2 separate regions of the Zea mays genome follow, and region 1 is linked to region 2. The links are chromatin contacts, called in public Hi-C maps. All regions are on one chromosome and are shown on one strand. Each heading gives the region's core, a stretch centred on a gene start, on an enhancer-like site or on the middle of the called end of the contact. The rest is flanking DNA. Distances are from core to core; before and after follow the strand shown.

Region 1 (5,631 bases), core at 56-2,555, 600 kb before region 2:
TCTCATGGGATATGCGCGACCCCCATAAGAAAGGGACTGACTAATGGATGTGGACTGCTGCCAAAGCACTATAAGCCGCCAATTCGGTGTCACTCATGGGTCCCGAGGAGCTAGAACCTTAAAAGGGCTGGCAGAATAAATGGCCAGTACCTGCTTGTTAGACTTTACGAGCTGAGAAAGCAGCACGAGGGAAAGGGACGTATTTGTCATGTCCAAACTGTTTCACACGGGGCAATAAGAGCTTCATTAGAAGCGACAGTTTGTTTCAGTTTTCTCCTGTGGTACGGTAGGCAGTAAAATTTGCAACATGTTGAGGCCCTCTCTCTCTCTCTCTGAATGGATGATTAAACTGCTTCTAGTAGCAAGAAAGGTTGACAAGGTCATGCAACTTCCAAGAAGATGGTCCTAGCTGTCTTTATTTGGTTTCTTCTGAACTACCAATGAGGAGTACGATGTTACATACCACAATATTTATATAATCCCAGTACAGTACGTGACCAATCTATGATTGCGGAAAGGCATATCGTTAAGTTTATTTAAGAGCCTTGGAAATATCAGCATCCAAACAAGGCCATGACAACCCAATGGCCGCGAGACACAGGTTGTATTTCAATCTGTGCGATTCACAGTTGAACTCCTATATATTTTTTTTCTAAATTGAGATGCGGGTGATTCAGACTCGGTTATGAGAATGAGAACGAAATTGCACTCTCTCTTTTCTTTTTCAATCCCTATCAATTTGTCGGAGAACGATCGAAAACTGCGACCGCCGAATGAACATATATCAGAGGAAGAGCAGAAATGAACAAAGGCCGCCCATCACGTGCTTAATTTCTTTATCTAGTATATACGCCTTCTAAAAGGCTCGGTAAATTTCGCTGAAAAAAAGGGGGAGAATCCAGATGCGATCAATCAACCGAGCAAATTCCGCTGAAAACAAGCAACCACGAGCGTCTCACCTTGGGCCTCGAAACTCTCGCGACTGGAGCGGTCGCCGTCGACGTCGCCGCCGCGCCGGCCGGCCCGCCTTCCAGACGGCGTGCGGCCGATGCTCCCCGCCGAAGACGACGACTCGGAAGCCGACCGGCTCAGCTGGTCCGTCTCCTCCCCGCGCTTGAAGGCCGACCTGAGCAGCCTTTGCATCTTGCCCCCGCCACCCTTGGCCGGGGGCGGCGCCGGGTGGGCTTCGAGATCCAACGGCGCCAGGGCCGGCGGCTCCGGATGGTCGCTCGGCATGAGCATGAGCAGAGCTCGACGACTGGCTCTTGGCGCTGCCGGTGGCGCGTGAGGAAATGGAGGGGAGACAAGAGCAGAGAAAGGCGATGGTGCAGTGCACACACCGGTGGGTGGTTTATTTGTATATACGGAATGGAAGCCTTGGGCAGTTGGGTTGGGCTGTGTTTCCACTGTACTGTGCTACTCCAACAGCATAATGGCCCTGGCTGAAACTGAATAATGGTATTTATTTTTCCCTCCACTTATATTATATGTTGTTTTAGATTCTTGTTGGCCAAGTTTTATTTGAACCTTTGACCATCAATATGTCTTCACAATATTTCGTTACCTTTGTTTAAAAATGACAGTCACATGGTAAATTTCCCATTTAGGGTTGATTTGGTGATCCGGGATCCCGGGAGGATCGGAGGGGATTGAGGGGGAAATTAGTTCATTTCCCCCTCAATCCCCTCCGATCCTTTCGGGATCCCCTTGTCACCAAATTAGCTCTTATAGTCTAGTGTAGGTGCGGATGTCTGTTGACTGTGGACGTGCCATGAAAGAGATAGAGGGTAACGACCAGACAGACAACAACAAGCCAACGACTAACGAGTAGAGCGAGCGCTAGACATCAGGCATCTAGGGTTAAGACACAGGATACAGACTGAGACGAGGCCAGTGTCATGGTGCGCGTGTATCGAATGAAGACATTTAATCTTTTACCATCTATATAGATGATACTAAATTAGCAGTCACTGACAACTGATTGTTAATGTATCATTTTTTGACATCTATCTCGTAAAGTTGTAAAAAATAGATTGTCCTGTTAGATGCATGTGTGTGTATCGAATGAAGACATTTAATCTTTTACCATCTATATGGATGATACTAAATTACTAGTCACTTACAACTGATTGTTAATATATCATTTTTGTGTCATCCATATTGTAAAGATGTAAAAAATAGATTGTCTAACATGTTTTGGGTTGTAGAACGAAACATCTAGGCTAGCTTGAAGAGCTACTCCTACGCTTTTAACCCACGATGGGGCGGGGCTGCAGCCCCCCTTCCTTTGCATCCGCCCCTGCATAAATATTTCTTGCATAGACAATATACATGATCGTTTATAGTATGTTGATAGTCCAATTAAAAAAAATTGCTGACAATCAACATGTATATACTACTTTGAATAAAAAAGCAATTTGGTCTCACTTTAACCCTACTATGCTAGTAACCAATGCATTTTATCCTGTGGATAAACATGCATGATTCGGTATGAAAAAATTGACACCTCCCAAGGCACGTACGTACGGATGCTATTGCAGTGGCCCAGCAAAAGGACTCCTTTTGACATTCCAAGAGTTCCCTGTTCAGAATCCCTACGTTTGCGTCTCCAACCGGCCGATCAACACAGCTAGCTAGAGCTAGTTTGGGAGCCATGAAACCGAAGATGATTCAATTCAGTTTTGAATAAGAAGGCGAAATCTGCTGTCTAGCTAAGGGCGACTTCCAAACAACATTTATTAGTGATGATGGCTTACTTTGACCCTGCAGATTGTGCAGAGATAACATTCCAACAGAATTCTTTGCAGTAGTTTTACATACTCGATAGATTTACGGATCCGGAGCCGACGTTGTTTCTAACAAATCAGTAGTTAAATCACAGTATGAAGGACCATAAAAAAAAGAAGGCTGAAACCTAATTAATATACTAAGCAGTATCACACGAGAGATGCATGCATGGCCTCTTGAGCTAGCATTACTTCCATTATTCAAACTGACAAATTATTACCTTTATCAGTCGGGCTTGTGGGAGACGACGAGCTCTTCAGCTTAGGAACACTCTTGGATCGCTTCATCCTCCAGTCCATGCGGACGAACCAACCGGTTTGAAACGAGCTCAACTGAAGCAGGTTCCTCTTGTCTTTCAGTGGCCTAGATGCATCTGGTGACGATCTTGATCACTACGCCTTCGTATATACCAAAAACAAAAAGCATCCAAAAGACCCAGGAGCAAATAAACACAGGCCCACCATTACACTTCCAATGCAACTCGTTTGTCTCAAGACGGGAGCTCGCTTCTCCGTTGCACCGGAACGATGGCGATTCAATCGATATAAGATAAACCAGATTGATTTATTTATTTATTTGCTGCCTTCACATGCCATAGTTGACTTACCACACGGCTGATGGAGACAGGAGCAGAGTTACAAGGACAAGTTGGGTTTCTAAAAACTTACATTTCTGCTTTCTGATCCGCGTACTTTTCGGAGGAGTCAGATTATAAAGGCCATGTTTGGATGTACTAGAACTAATAGTTAACTGCTAAGATTAATTAAAAACATCTTAACGTATTAAGCTAATAGCTCTGCTCTTAGCTATTGTTAACATTACCGCCTCCGTTAATACTTTAACCAAGACGGTTGCATTATGCTAACTGCCTCGGTTAATACTTTTAACAGAGATGGTTATTTGTTAATTGCCCGTCTCTATTAACTATTTTCAGTTTTTAAAAAATAATAAATTTGAATTCAACTTGATCTGTACTTGCAAATCAAACACCAATGAAAGGCAATAAATAGAAATACAAATCATAGATAGATATATACATATGCATACTTGTATCATCACATCCGATGTTCAAGCTAATCAATAGTTAAAATGTTAGCTTTACAACACATCAATCATCGATCACCTACCATGACATGATAATCCTAAAAAGATGTCGGGACACTTGTAATCTTGAAGGCGTAGCATGGTGGTCCAGTTTATGTGCTTCTCATACTCTTCTACCATCCATAACTCACTATCCTTATTGAAGAACGACGTCCCTTCATGCACACAATTGTCCATGGTAAACTTACAGATGTCTCATGGGCTATCTTTTCTTTTTCCCACCAATTTAGTGACTTCTTCAACTGTTTATAGCTGTTGTTGAACTTGCCGCAAACTCTAAGATACTCGCAGACATATAATTCGCATAGTACTGACCCATGAGGTTGTTTGGATCACTACATGATATATGTCATACGTGGTATCATATCACTAGTTGCAACGTGTTGAGAGTATACACATGTATATAGAACTTTGGAACGTACCTAGAAGTTATGCCTGACTTTAAGTGTTTTAGGGGAACTTCTTCTTTTTGTCAGATCTTCGATCGATGTATTGTGGATCCTCCACGTACTTGCGGTAAGCGTTGTACATAATAAAACCACAAGTATCGTCAACGACAATTTGAATACTTGTCTATAGAGTAAATGAACAACAAGTGCTATCACTTACAATCTCAATACATTTTCAAAGATTCCAGTTTAACGACCCTACCATCCTAAAGATATATTAGTCGCAATCCAGTGGTCTATGATGCCCTCGTTGCACAAAACATTTTCCCTTGATGGAGCCTTCCCGTGGCTTGGATTGAGAAGAGAAGAGGAGGGATCCCCTTCACACATTAGGACGCACAATAGTGGCAAGAAGAAGAAAATGAAGAAAGTGGTCTACTACGAGACCGACTCTTCATCGCCCTCTACATCGGGATCCGACGCCGCGTCCATCACTTCTAAGTGCCAAGAGCGCAAGAAGTATAGTAAGATCCCCTACGCTACCCTCGCATTCCTAGACATACTCCATTACTTTCTGTCTCATTAGGCAAACCACCGACATTTGACGGTGAAGATTATTCTAGGTGGAGTGATATGATGAGATATCACCTAACCTCACTCCACAAAAGCATATGGGATGTTGTTGAGTTTGGAGTACAGGTACCATCCGTAGAGGATGAAGATTATGATGAGGACGAGGTGGCCCAAATCGAGCACTTCAACTCTCAAGTAACTACTATACTCCTCACTTCTCTAAGTCGAGAGGAGTATAATAAGGTGCAAGGGTTGAAAAGCGCCAAATAGATTTGGGACGTACTCAAGACCGTGCACGAAGGAGATGAGGTGACCAAAATCACCAAGCGGGAAACGATCGAGGGGGAGCTCGGTCTTTTTATGCTCAACCAAGGAGAAGACCTGCAAGCCATGTACAACCGGCTAAAAACCTTGGTGAACCAAGTGCGCAACCTCGGGAGCTCCAAGTGGGATGACCATGAAATGGTCAAGGTTATTCTAAGATCACTTGTATTTCTTAACCCTACTCAAGTACAATTAATTCGTGGTGATCCTAGATATAAGCTAATGTCTCCCGAGGAAGTTATAGGAAAATTTGTGTGCTTTGAATTGATGATCAAAGGCTCCAAGAAGATCATCGAGCAAGGCGCCACCTGTCGGCGTCTCGAGACCGGGGGTCCCTAAGGCCGACGAGTGAGTGTGCCGCGTGCCCCAGCCCAGATGGGTCGAGCGCGTGGGCGAGCGCGAAGGGGGGAAGCGAGGTGGCCGGAGACGGGCGTGAGAGAGGTGGAAATCCCGC
Region 2 (5,644 bases), core at 2,498-4,997:
ACTACGATAACTTATATACAAAATCTGTGTTATATTGTTATGAAAAAAATGTTTCATAATCAATTTGTGATCCTAGCCATACATAAATTTTGTTATTGTAATCTAGTTATTTTACCACTACATTGCAACCATCAGTATCATGCAGACTTCGATATATGCCACGATTTGTATGGTCTCATCATTGGAGAGCATGAGCATGTTCCACACATGCCGGAAAAATTCCCTCGTACATCGTTAGTCATCAGACATGCACCACCATATGCTCTTGCTTAAACAAATAGGTAAGTGTGTATGTATTTGCGAAGAGAATTAAAGGCAGGCCGGCACAAAAGCTACCCTGACGGTGGCGAGGATGACGAACTGGTCACTGTTGTCGATCCTCCTCTGTGTCACCTCTGGCACCAAGATGATGCCACAATCCTCGATATAGTAGTCGTCGAACGCACGCGACATGACGAGTACCGATGACTCTTGGTTGGGCTGCCAAACGAAGTGCACCCCGGGCTCATCAGCGAGGTAGTACCCCTGGTCGTTGCACCACCGAATGCGCTATTCCACTACATACATCATGTTCGAGGACACTCACACAACGTCAGCAACGTCCATCGTCCCAGCACACAAGAATTCATGTCCGGCCAGTAGCGACTTACGTGGCAGGTTGGGCTTCAGGTGGACGATGAGCTGGACGGCGTGATGGCGTCGTCGTCGGATGCGGTGTCCAGAACAACCCGAGAGTCGTCGACGTTGGCGACAACCATGAGGCCCCCCTGCTTAACGATGGATAGCGCGGTGCAGCTGCTCTGGACCGCGTCCAAGCGGCGGCTTCGCGGGAGCTTGTCGTACACAGCGGCGCATGCAACCACGTAAGACTGCTTTTAGAGGTCGAACTAACAGTCGCCAAGCTTCTTCTCGTCATCGATGAGCGACGACAACGCGAATGCCTCCTGCTCATGGAGTTTGTTCGGGGTTTGAAGTAGGAAACATGGACTCATGCTTGGCGTTGGTTTATGAAAATGACTCACAAGTCTGATCCATGGAAAAAAAATATTATGAAGAAAAAATTTCACACATGCAAAAAAGGGAATTTAAGTATAATGCATTATTCAAACAAAAGAAATAGCATGCAAAGCTCTTCTTTAAATAGTATTACCTCCATCCAAAAATATAATTCAAGAATACCGGTGATACTTATCTACTACTACACATTGTGCAATGGTAGTAAGTGAGCTTGGAGAGAGATGTAGTAGATGTGTTTCCTGTCATAGATTTAGACATAAACACATATAGGTGGGTGCCCGTGCGTTGCAACGGAAACATTTAATATCATGATAACTTATGAACAAATGTGTGTTATACTGTTATGTGAAAATGTTTCGTAATTAATTTGTGATCCTAGCCATACATAAATTTTGTTATTTCAATCTAACTATTTCATCACTACATTGCAACCAACAGTACCGTGCAGACTTCTATACATGATAGCTGAATGCTCGTGCGTTGCAACGGGAATATATAATACCAGTATACTACGATAACTTATATACAAAATATGTGTTATACCGTTATGAGAAAATGTTTCATAATCAATTTGTGATTCTGGCCATACATAAATTTTGTTATTTATAATCTATCTGTTTCACCACTACATTGCAACCATCAGTATCATGCAGACTTTGATATATATCACGATTTGTATGGTCTCATTAGAGAGCACGTTTCATACATACCGGAAGAAATTCTCTCGTACATCGTTAGTCATCGGACACGTACCACCATACGCTTTTGCTTAAACAAAAAGGTAAGTGTGTGTTTGCAAGACTAATGGTCAAACATCGTATAACCACAAAGTTAGAATACTATATTAATATATTAAATAAATTAATCCAATAGACATAGATTAACCCAATTAACATAGGATAAATAAATATCTAATTATAAAAGTATGAAACATGGTATAATCAATGTTGTTACTGCGTGGTAAATATTCATACGAGACTAACACAACTGGAACGATTCAATTTGGAATTAAAATGGGGAAGTTACGAATTTCCAAAGTTTCTATGTATTTGATATATGATTAATTAGGAAATCAATTTTATTGTTGTTTTCACGACAAAACAGAGGTATTATGTGATAAAAATAATATTATAGAATTATAGAAATTGGAATGAACTCATTTAGATTTAATATGAAATTTTCATGAATTAAATGGGTTTCTGCAATTATTTTTAAACTAAAAATCAATTTCTAAACTCATTTTCCCTATTTTCTTTATTTCCTGGACTGCGTCCCAAATTCCAGAAAGATCAGGGGCCAAGCTATAAATGTTTTTCTAGACTCAGTGAGCATACAGAGTGGACGGTGGGTTAAACACAAAAGACGTTTTAGTTGAAGTTGTACACAATTCAACATGAGTCATGTTGGCTAGAGGGTGGAAGGCTAGGCATTCTGCTCAATAGATCCAAGGTTCGATCCCTAGGCAGCCACGGTTTGATTTTTTTTCTGCACGCGGAAAACTGGTGTGCGGGATTGGACGACTGAGATTGTAGAACGGTAGAATGGACGGCTGAGATCGCAGAATGACAGAACACAAAAAGGCAGGCTACTATTGCTAACTTAACAAGTAGTAGAGAAAAATAATATTATAGAAATTGGAATGAACCCATTTGGATTTAATATGAAATTTTCATGAATTAAATGGGTTTCTGCAATTATTTTTAAAATAAAAATCAATTTCTAAACTCATTTTCCCTTTTTTTCTTTATTTCCTGGACTACGTCCCAAATTCTAGAAAGATCAGGGGCCAAGCTTTAAATGTTTTTCTAGACTCAGTGAGCATACAGAGTGGACGGTGGGTTAAACACAAAAGACGTTTTAGTTGAAGTTGTACACAATTCAACATGAGTTATGTTGGCTAGAGGGTGAATGCTAGGCATTCTGCTCAATAGATCCAAGGTTCGATCCCTAGGCAACCACGGTTTGATTTTTTTTTCTGCGCGCGGAAAACTGGTGTGCGGGATTGGACGGCTCGGAAAACTGGTGTGCGGGATTGGACGGCTGAGATTGTAGAACGGTAGAATGGACGACTGAGATCGCAGAATGGCAGAACACAAAAAGGCAGGCTACTATTGCTAACTTAATAAGTATAGTAGAGATATATATATAATTATAATTATTATAAAGGGCCTCTTTTATAAGTCTTGTCCTGCGCCTCCAAAATGTCAGGACCGGCACTGCTTCGAGGGCAAGCTAAGAGCATCTCCAACAACGTGACCTATAAAAATGCCTTATAATTTAAAAATAAGTAAATTTTATAGAATTTAGGGCACCAACAAAACACTCTGCTCCAACAGTAAAGCCTTAAATCTAGATTATAGGGCAGCCCACTACGGTGTAGTATATTTGAGGCACTTGAGATGGTGCCCTATAGTTTTTTGACAAAATTTGTTTAATTGAGGCACTGTTGGAGTGGTTTTTCCTGTGTAGAGCCCTATATTTCGATTTGAGGCATTAGTTTGAGGCATTATTGGAGATGCTCTAAGGAAGGCACCGCGTTCGGCCAAGTCAAGCGTTTTGCGATTTTTCTTGCGCTAGCATAGCATAGACGACGAATAGCCGCGACCGCGACGCGCAGTGCCGTCGGTTTCCTTTTTCCATTTCATCCCTCCCACTCCGTGGTCCGTGCGGCCTCCTCTGCCGGCCCGCAGCCCGCTCGGCAACCAGACGTCCAGACCTCTTTGGGCGACCGTGACTCGAGCCGTTGGAGATCCACACTTTCCTCCCTCCATCGTTTCTCGATCTCTCGACCGGGCGAGGGCGACGCCGCCCGCGCGCGCGCCATGGATGTGGAGTACGACGTGATCGTGCTGGGCACCGGGCTCAAGGAGTGCATCCTCAGCGGCCTCCTCTCTGTGGACCGCCTCAAGGTACGTTACGCTACTACGACGCCTCCATCGATCCCCTCCTCTCTCTCCCTCCGTCGTCGGCCACTTCTAATAAGATCGCGCCCTGGTGGTTATCCATTTTCCGTATGATTTTTTTTAAAACTGGCCGGGATCGAAAACTTCATTGAAATGCAAGCTCTCTTAATGAATAAAAACAAAAGGCGAGGTGACAATAATGAATCATTTTCGGCCTTTCCTCGTCACCAATTTACCGGGACAAGACACTAACACCGCCAAAATAAACTATGTCTTTCTTACTCATAAACAGTTCGGTCATCATCATAGTATTGATTGATCTGGTAAACATACATGTGACGCAGCTGGCAATATTTGCGGGCATTGTAATTATCACGGTGTCCTGACGAACGCATTAATTCGTAATTCTGCATGCATGTCATCAGGTGTTGCACATGGACAGGAATGACTACTACGGCGGAGACTCCACATCGCTCAATCTCAATCAGGTGACAATGCAAGGCTGATATGTCTGTTGGCGATATTTTGGAGTGCCTCGCCCCTCATTTCTCTGAGGTTGTGGGTAATGGCGATCCATGAGACTCGCCTGTATATATAGCAAGTTCCTGATGATAAACAATGCACATGGTTTTTTTGTCTATCTTGTTTATGAGGCGCTCTTTGGATTCTACCTGCTGTTCGTAATGATGTCCTAAACTATGCTGTAAATTAAACTGCTATTTGCAGCTCTGGAAACGGTTCAAGGGTGAAGAAACACCGCCTGCGCACATAGGAGCTAGCAGAGACTACAACGTTGATATGGTTCCAAAGGTCTGGTCTTTTCCATTTTAGTACTTTTTTTGTTTTTTGATTTCTTCAGGAAATCTACTTTCATTATTTTATTATCTGTACCAAAATATAATTCGTTTTAGACTAAATATATATTCATTAATTTACTTATGAACGTAGTTTGTATACATGTCTATATTCATCATCATTCATTTGAATGTTGACAGAAAAAAGAGGATAAAGAACTATATTTTGGAACGGAGAGAGTATATAGTATATTGGACTGAGATATCTAGGACCCAATTGCAATGATGACATGCAGTAATGCTTCTTGAGATTGGCTATAAACTTGGAACTTCTATCATAGTTATATGTGTAACTGTGGGATCTGTGATGCACTTCCATATATGTAATTATGTATTTAACCAGAACATGCTACACTTGGACGTGTTTCAATGTGGCTTCAACTCACATGATTAATTGTAGTTTATTATGCCCTGTTTGGAATCTCTACAGCTAATAGTTAATTACTAAAATTAGTTGTAGAGGTTCCAAACATCCCTGGCTAATATTTTATCTAATTGTTAGCTAACTCACAGCTAACAATTAGTTTATTAGCTGGTTCAGTCCAACTAATAATTTATTAGCTGGCTAACTATTAGCTATAGGGGTTCCAAATAGGACCTTAATCACTTAAGGCAACGACTAATATGCAAGCAACCATTAAGTGCAAGAGTGGAAGCATGTATTTTGGTCCGTTAGATTTAGATCCAACTGCAAATGCAATCTTGGTTTGTTAGTTTTTTTTATAAAGCTAGACGAGGTGATGGTGGAACGGTTTAAGTGCTAAATATGACACATAGTTGGATCTAAATTTAACGGACCAAGATTTCTTCTTGCACGCTTGCACCTAATGACTACTTGCATATTAGTCGTTGCCAACACTTAAAACATAA

What was found. Hi-C and Micro-C count contacts between places; a contact is called where the count stands out from the background.
Region 1: a Hi-C map of leaf shows a contact between it and region 2, with 6 times the contacts expected there. The contact joins the promoter of LOC100272284 here to the promoter of LOC100273017 in region 2. A contact is called at or near these places in 2 of 25 Hi-C or Micro-C datasets (ear and leaf).

Annotation. Positions count from the first base shown.
Region 1 is chr2:176,284,580-176,290,210 of Zm-B73-REFERENCE-NAM-5.0, reverse strand. It overlaps LOC100272284, which reads right to left and starts at 1,305. Exons shown (of 2, transcript NM_001146771.1): 1 at 960-1,305. The coding sequence starts at 1,242.
Region 2 is chr2:175,684,715-175,690,358 of Zm-B73-REFERENCE-NAM-5.0, reverse strand. LOC100273017 reads left to right here and starts at 3,747. Exons shown (of 12, transcript NM_001147467.1): 1 at 3,747-3,926; 2 at 4,346-4,408; 3 at 4,647-4,730. The coding sequence starts at 3,840.